Linked DNA regions of Cricetulus griseus: region 2 is linked to region 1. A link is a contact called in public Hi-C data. All regions are on one chromosome and are shown on one strand. Each heading gives the region's core, a stretch centred on a gene start, on an enhancer-like site or on the middle of the called end of the contact. The rest is flanking DNA. Distances are from core to core; before and after follow the strand shown. Region 1 holds the start of Frmd6 (FERM domain-containing protein 6). Region 2 has its middle 130 kb from the start of Frmd6.

Evidence for each region. Hi-C and Micro-C count contacts between places; a contact is called where the count stands out from the background.
Region 2: a Hi-C map of the CHO-K1 cell line shows a contact between it and region 1, with 2.2 times the contacts expected there. The contact joins the enhancer-like site here to the promoter of Frmd6 in region 1. A contact is called at or near these places in 3 of 8 Hi-C or Micro-C datasets (the CHK-Q cell line, the CHO-K1 cell line and fibroblasts).

What each region holds. Positions count from the first base shown.
Region 1 is chr5:132,550,876-132,554,753 of CriGri-PICRH-1.0, reverse strand. Frmd6 (FERM domain-containing protein 6) reads left to right here and starts at 1,306. Exons shown (of 14, transcript XM_035445933.1): 1 at 1,306-1,330.
Region 2 is chr5:132,684,958-132,688,929 of CriGri-PICRH-1.0, reverse strand. No RefSeq gene overlaps it. Among named protein-coding and RNA genes, the nearest start is that of Frmd6, 130 kb to the right of the region's middle. Within about 2 kb of position 2,304, at least 3 of the 6 cell types and tissues checked have open chromatin away from gene starts, as enhancers often do. A contact at or near this core is called in the CHO-K1 cell line and fibroblasts, where this site is marked.

The DNA.
Region 1 (3,878 bases), core at 57-2,556:
TTCACTACTGTTAACTAGTATTTTTTATTAATATGACAGTGAAAGGCTTTTTATTGAAACACACTTTGGTTTTGCTTTCCATAAACAAGCCACAACTGTAAGCTCTGAGAGTGATTTTCCTAGGAACTGCCTGAGAAAAAGGTATGCGATCACAATGCTTAATATTCATGCTCTCCAAACAGGAAAGGCTTTTGAGGGGGTGTACTGTTTAGTCTTTATGTCAACTTGACACAAGCTAGTCATTTGGGAAGAACACGGAACCTCAACTGAGAAAATGCCCCTGACCACATTGGCCTTTGGTGCATTTTATTAATTGATGGCTGATGTCAGAGGGCACAGCTCACATGTGTGCCACCCCTGGGTTGATGGTCCTGGTTACTTTAAGGAAGCAAGTTGAGCCAAGCCAGTAAGCAACACTTATCCAAGCCCTGACACCGGGTTTCTGCACCGAGTTCCTGCACTGACGTTCTTCGGTGACAAAGTGTGTGGCCTGAGAGTTGTAAGCTGAAATAAATCCTTTGTTTTTGGTCATGGTGTTTAATCACAGAAATAGAAATCCTAAGACAGAAGCTGTCTCAAGCATCTGTAAGGAACCCTAAATTAGACCACCTTTGGCTATTCAAACAATCACACAGATAAGGAACGTCGTCTATTCAGTCAATAACAGATAGCTTTATATAGCTATGTATGGATCGGGAAAAAAAAGGACGAGTTCAAAGCTTCTTCTGCCCAGTATCAAGTATTCTTTCTCGGGTCTCTGCACCTACCTGGCAAAGCCAGACACACAGACCGCCCCCTCATTAGAGCAGCAACGCCCACAGAACACAAAACAGTGTGTAGTTCTGTGGGTGGCAAGCCTCATGGCCAGTTGGGGTCGCTCTCCCTACCCTGCCAGTCTCCGCTGCAGGTCCAAATGGGTGCAAAATAGACAAGTGGACTTCACTTCTCCACCTGACGACTAAAGGAGCCAAGGAAACCTCCACGCTCTACTGGGGTCTTTAGGGCTAATGAAATCATTTCTTGCTGCCTTTTGTACCACTCGCGGCCGCGCGGGCCACCTTCACCTAGGGCAAACATCGGTTTTTTTTGAGGGCCATAGGCAGAGGCTGTGTCAACCTGGAGAGACAGACTGAGCGGGGGCGGATGGGTTTGGGCCGCGCCCACATCCTGAATGCAGGATAAAGCTGTGAAGGGCGAGGTGGGAGCGGGACAGGAGGGGACCGAGGAGTCACGAAGCCTCCTCCACTGGGGGGCCGCCTCCTCTCGGAGTGGCCGCCCCTGTTTGTTCCGAATTATCGAGCGGGAACTCAGGTCAAACAGCCACCCACAGGTAACCCGTCTAGGCCTACTAGGGTGCGGCAAGGGGGCTGGAGGTGCGGGGGCAGAGTGGAGAAGTGGACCATTCAGACGGAGGGGGGAGCAGACAGTCTACCCTCGCGCCCTGGCCTCCGTCGCACCGGGAAAAGGCATGCAAAACCAGAGTCCACTCTATGCATTCCATTTGAGCCTGGCTTGGTTATCCGGGGATCAGAAGAGAGACGGCTGTCGCCGGCATTCCTTCACCCCCCAGGCAGCTTCACCCCTCCCTGGGATTGTTGGTTAGGTCCGGGGCGGATTGGGGATGGGAGGGCAGCGCTCCACGTGCGGCCGCGATCCCTAGCTCTAGGCTTCTTCCGCTGCTCCTCCTCGGTTTCCAACTCGGGGAGGGGCGGGACCTCTGGCAGGGAGGGGCGTGTCTTAGGCGGGGCGTGGGCGTGGGCTCGAGGGGGCGGAGCGGAAGGCGGGGGCGGGAGGCGGGGCAGCCGCAGCGTTGGTCTGGCGGCGGCAGAAGGACTGCGAGCAGCGAGAAGGCTCGGCGCCGCTGGAGCAGACGCCGGTTCCGAGGCGGACGCCTGGCGCTGGCGACTTTGGAGGTACGCGCGGGAGCGGGAGCGGGCGCGGGCCTGCTGGCCCCCTTTCTGGGACGGTGCACCCCGGCCGCCGCTGTGCCCCCTGCTGGTCTAAAGTGCGATTCCCGGCAGTGCCGCTCTCGGCGTCTTTCTTTTCTCTCACGGGCTCTCTGGGCGTCGGGCACCGGGCGGGCAAGTCGCCTCTCCGCGAGTCGGAGCTCGCCCAGGCTGGGGCCCCGGGGCAGCCGCGGCCGTGAGGGAGGCGCGGAGCTGGGGGTGCCGGGCGCTGCGATCCTGCGCCCCGAACTCCGAGACCCCGGTTCGTGGGGTGCCTGCTTGTGGCGCCCCGTCTGACTAGCTGGGACCAGTCATGAGCCGGGTGTTCGAGCGCTGTGCGGTATTGCCTGTTGTGTGCGCAGGCCGGGCAGCTGGCTTCGGGAAGGCAGCACCCCAGTGCGGTCGTCCGGTGTCCCCGCAATTGCCTAGTGTGGGAAGCCCCTGAAGGGGGCCTCAGGGATACACGGGTTGGGGGTGAGGCCTGCAGAATTTGGGTTTCTGGAGGAACTTAACACCGCCAGGCAAAGGAGACCACTAGCCTCTTCTCTGGGAAGGCGGAGATGTGGACAGCTGGGGGCCACCCCTGTGAGGTCTACAGGACTAAAACAACACTTAGAGTTCCAGGATGGCTTATAGCCTAATGGTGGGGCGCTTTCTTAAAGGCAGGGATAGATGGAAAGCTGTCAAAACAAGCACATTTAAAGTTGAAATAAAAGCTGGCACCGTTTTTCAGACCGTGCAGTTGTGCGGCTGGTATCGGAAGAAATATTACCTCATTGGCCCCCTTACACCTTTTTTGGTTTTGTTTATTTATTTATTTAAGCAGCCAGTCTGTTTTGCTAGCATTGCCCTCGGGAGCTGTGTAGTGCCCACAGCGGGGAAAGAAAACTTACGCAAGGGTTCTAGGCACTTCTGAATGTGGAGGGAAAGTGTACCTTGCCGGATTTTCCACGCATGATTCCCTCCTTTCTTTGGACCTGGTGATGTTTGTTTACTGGTTCTAAGCATCTACTTACATTTAGTTTTTGCACAAAATACCCTCAGTTGCCACAGGGTGTAGTTTGGGGATTAGAGAATGCTTTTGGAGAAAGCTGCTAGTGGCTTCATTTTCCAAGAATGTAAGTCATTTCCTTTCTGTGGTTTCAGGGAGTTGATATTTCACAGCATCAAAACTCGGTGGGGAAATTTTTCCGTAATACATCTGTCATTTAAAAGGCTTGTGACTTTTGGGTTTTTCTTCTTAATAACAGTGCATAAATTTAGGCCCAGCTTTGTTAAAGGAACAAGAAGGTTTTTTTTGGTTTTCCTTATCCGGAATCTAGAATATTGAGACTGCTGTAGAAAGTTTTAACAACCAAGACCTACAAATGGCTTGCAGGATGGAGAATGGGGGAGGGGAAGAGAGCTGGAAGGGCAGTGAAACAGATGCCTTTTGCTCCTTTGTACTAAAACTTCTAGCACCTAATCATTTTCCTTGGGTGTAGTTTTGAAAAATGACAGATTTCTGTTGAAAATGAGAATACTCCACAATTGGAGATAGTTGACATTGAAATGTGGGGGGTTTTTTTTTGGGGGGTTATGTTTGTAAATATACTGACTTCATATTTCCTAGTAGGATTATTAGATAGAGGGAGATTGCAGGGGATATCCCATATCAAGTTATCTGCAGGATATCTTCTCCAAAAAGTTAAATTCTTCCCCCACCGGTTTTGAGTTGCTTGCGGAATACCTGTGATCTCACACTGTTGGGCCACACTAATGGGCAATTCTGGCAGGGCTCAAAACATTTTGGCACAGGAAATCTTTCTGTCTTCTTCATCCCTTCCTGTTGGGGGCTAACCAGTAAGACACCAGCTTCAAGTACACAATCTTAGCATGGAGAATTAAGGTAGCCCTAGTTTTACAGGAAAATGCCTTGAAAGCATCCTGAGC
Region 2 (3,972 bases), core at 1,055-3,554, 130 kb before region 1:
TGAGTCTGAAGAGATCCTTCATATATAAATGGCCACCAACATTGACCCAAAGTCAAGGACAGGATATGGATGTTATTCTGTGGTCACTTTCAGAACTACTTTCTCCATGTCTTTGGATGGGTTTCGCACGGATGTTCTCAACCTGATCCAAACTTCTCTTTCAGGTTTGGGAGCTGCTGTTTGCAGTCCGTACCCTTTACTAATGGCTGTCTGCTGGGATTTGCTGTTTGCTTGTGTTTCATGTCTTGTCTTCTATGTCTGGTCATCATTCCACTGATGCCCAGAATCACTTCATCCTTTTGTTTGCCTGCCCCATTTATCGGACACAGTAGTAGCTCCTTCTTTTGTCTTCAGAGTGTTCTCCATGAGTTTCTGAATCCTTGTATGTTCCTTTGGGGGAGCAGGTACCATTCATCTGGAGATTACATGACAGAAGTTGATTGATGTGTGTGTGTGTGTGTTTAGTGTGTGTTTATTTAACCCCTTCTATATGAATTTACTCCCTAACAATGAAAACTTCCTGTGTCATCTAAGAGCCTTAGTGTGGAATCAACAAATTGTTACTGCCTACTTTTTGAAAATGACTGCCCAGTCACAGCAATTGAAGTTCTGGGTTTTACTACTTTCTTCAAAATTAGTCTTTAGCCTATAAGTAAATTATTTATTTCTAGGAACGTTTTATTTCTGAGTCTTTCAGAGAGAAAAAGAAGTATCACTATAATCCACATTTGCATAAGATTCCAGCTTCTGGTGCTAAAAATAACAAATAACTCAACAGGGGCATCAGTGGAAGACAGATTTCTTAGAGTGGTCTAACTCATAGAAAGGTTGCTTTAAAAATAAAACACTGTCCTGTTCTACATTGCAAGTTCCAGGCCAGATAGGCCTACACAGTAAGACCCTGTCTCAAAAACAAAACAAAACATTGGCTCCAGACAAGCTCAACATTGCACAGGGATGAATTGTCCCAGATAGCATAAATTAATTTTCCTGAGACCATTAGCCCAGAGTTTCGTCAATTCCAGCTAAGTGGTAGTGTTGACATACAGCCAGACTTACACTAGTAACATTTTATTTTGTATGTTTGTTGGCATAATTTGTTGACTGGGTCTTGCAGATCATGGCTGTCTCTGCTCTAAGTAGTGTCTGACCTTATACCACATCTGGCTAAGTTAGGAACTCAGAAATGATCACTTTCAGACATTTCTACCTGGTTTGCACACAGCATGGACTCCACCAGCCAATGTCCTGGGCTCAAGGTAGTATTGCAGGTCTTCAGCTTTCCTGTTCTTTCCTAGCCTGTGACCCACCTTCACTTCCTCCACAGCTCCACTTTCTGAGGGTGTCAGTCTTGGCTGAGGTCATGCCTCCTGAGTGCTCATTCCTGCACAGGGACACAGTCCTCTCAATTGGTTTTGTCCCCTTGTGTGCTCCTTCCTCAATGCAGATCCTTTTTTTCTGTCAACTGTAGTGAGACCAGTGGGAGTATGGGGTTGTGCAAAGCAGGGTGATGGCCACTGGCCAGGAAGCAGGAGAGCCTACTGTACAACTTTGGGTTGAGTGGATGCTGTACTGAGTCAGGCAAGTGCCTGCTCATCGCACAGCAGAGGCGGCAAGTCCATGGCGGGGATGCACCAGGACCTCACCCTGTCCCTGATTCTGTTTGCCTGTGGGGACTTGTCCACACAGGACAAATGGCTGCAGATCACAGTCCACTCCAAAGGGTCCAGCACTGGTTATGCTCTTCCAAACCACATGCTCAACTAAGCCCTCTTCTCAAGCAGCTGCTGCTGGCCCCAAATCACCTCCTCAGAAAGGAGGGGTTTTTCTCCTTCTAGCCCTGATGGTATGGGAGCTGGTCGCCAGCCTTTAATGCTTAGTCACAGAGTGCTTCTTGATTGGGCAGGGAGCTGGATCTTGTCATGAAGGTAGGTTCATGGAAAAGCATATAGGTGCTGGCTACCATGAGCTTCTTCCCAGGGGTATGATTTGAGACGTGTGTTTTTTAAACCCTTTATACTTTTCCTACTCTAGATATGCATCAAGTCTGTGTAAATACCATCTCCTTTCCCTTTCCCCATATACAGTGGTCTCTCTATTGAGTTTTTCCTTCTAGAACATTCTACTGGAAGAGGATATCAGTGTTGCTGCCCTGACTCTAACACAGGGGATTGCAGTTTCTCGTCTTCCAGAATGGGTGAATAACCGCTCTGTCATGAGGAAAATCACTATCTGCCACCACAGGAAGCAGGATAGGGAGCAGTTGGACAAAAGCCTACACTCCAGCTGAACAGCAGGGTCAATTGTATGACCTAAAAGGTTGTGCTTCCTTGCTTGTTTGGTGAGTCAAGCAGGGCGAGTCCAGATAAGACTAGGAGCATGCGCCAAGTGCTCGCCAGAGAGAGACCGCTGGACCCAGTCAGTACACTGCTCAGCTCCATGTGGTATGGCTGACCCAGGGTAACCACAGGGAAAGTAAAGGTCCTACTGCAGGGGCCAGAGGGAGCAGTGGGGCTGTACTTGCATGGTGAGGAGAGCTCATCCATGCCCCACCACAGGGGTCTAACATCTTCAGAACAGCTTCTCATCTACAGTCTGGAGAGCTGGGAGAAAAGGAAAACAGATTTTAATCTCTTGATTGGGGTCAGGGAAACCCATTTCCTCCATGATCTACAGTGCCTGATGGTCAGGTGTCCATCAATACTCTAGTTCCATTTGTGGTGTGTCTGTGTCTGTGGATGTGTGTGCTTGTTTTAAAATAATAGCTTATTGAATTGCTGTTTGTATACTTTAAGTCCACCACCTTTAAACATTCAAGAACACAGTCGTTTTAGTGTAGTCACAGAGGAGGGCAACCAACATCACGGTCACTTTCTAGAACACACACAACATCTAAATGAAACTCTGACCTGTTGAGCAATCCTGAACATTTGTGCCCCTTCCCTAAGCTGCTGGCTGCTTGGTCTATAGATCTGCTGTTCTGACCTGTGTGGTCCTTGGTGACTCTCTTCTTTCATTTGGTTAAACAATCCAGGGTCATCTGCGCCATAGCAAGGACCAGTACTACCTTCTCTGTTATGAATAACTAAGAATAAACTCCCATTGTGTAAATACACATCACCGTATCTTACCTAATCACGTGACAGATGTCTAGGCTGTTTCCACTATTTTCTTAATGTAGCTCTGAACATTTGTAGACACATCTTTGTGTGTGGACATATGCTTTCAATTATCTTGGGATAAAATTGCTAGGTTGTACTGAAACTCTGTGTTTTACATTTTGAAGAACTGCCAAACTAATTTTCACAGTGGCTACTTGACAGTATCACCAGCAGAATACAAGGGCTCCAGTTACTTCATGTCCTTGTCAACACAATTCGCCAGCTTTTGATTTCAAGCAATCTGATGGATGCAGAGTGGTAGCTCATCGTGATTTTGGTTTGCATTTCCATTGGAATGAATGGCATTGAGCACTGGCTGATGTACTCACTCGGCCTTCACATATCTCTTTTGAAGAAAGGTGTATTCAAATGTTTTGTCTGTCTATGTAGGCAATTGTTTCTCTGTGTGTTTGTGTGTGTGGCGAGCATGCGTGTGGCAGTCAGAGGACCATCTCAGGTGTTGACCTATCTCCTTTGAAATAGGGTCTCTTTGTTGGTCTCCACTGTACATATCAGACAAGCTGCTCATGAGTGTCACAAAACTTTCTCCCATTAGGAGCACTAGGATTACAATGCACACTACAGTGTCCACCTTTACATGGGCTCTCGGGATTTGAACTCAGCTCCTCATGCTTGCATGGTAGGCATATGTATTTACCCACTGAACCACCTCCTGAGCCCCTTTGGTCCATATTTTTTAAGTGTTTAGAAAATCTATTTTACTTTATAACTTTGATCATTCGTAAACTAACCCAGAAATTCTGGGGGGAACACTACATACTGCTATGATATAAATTAAATAACAGTTTCC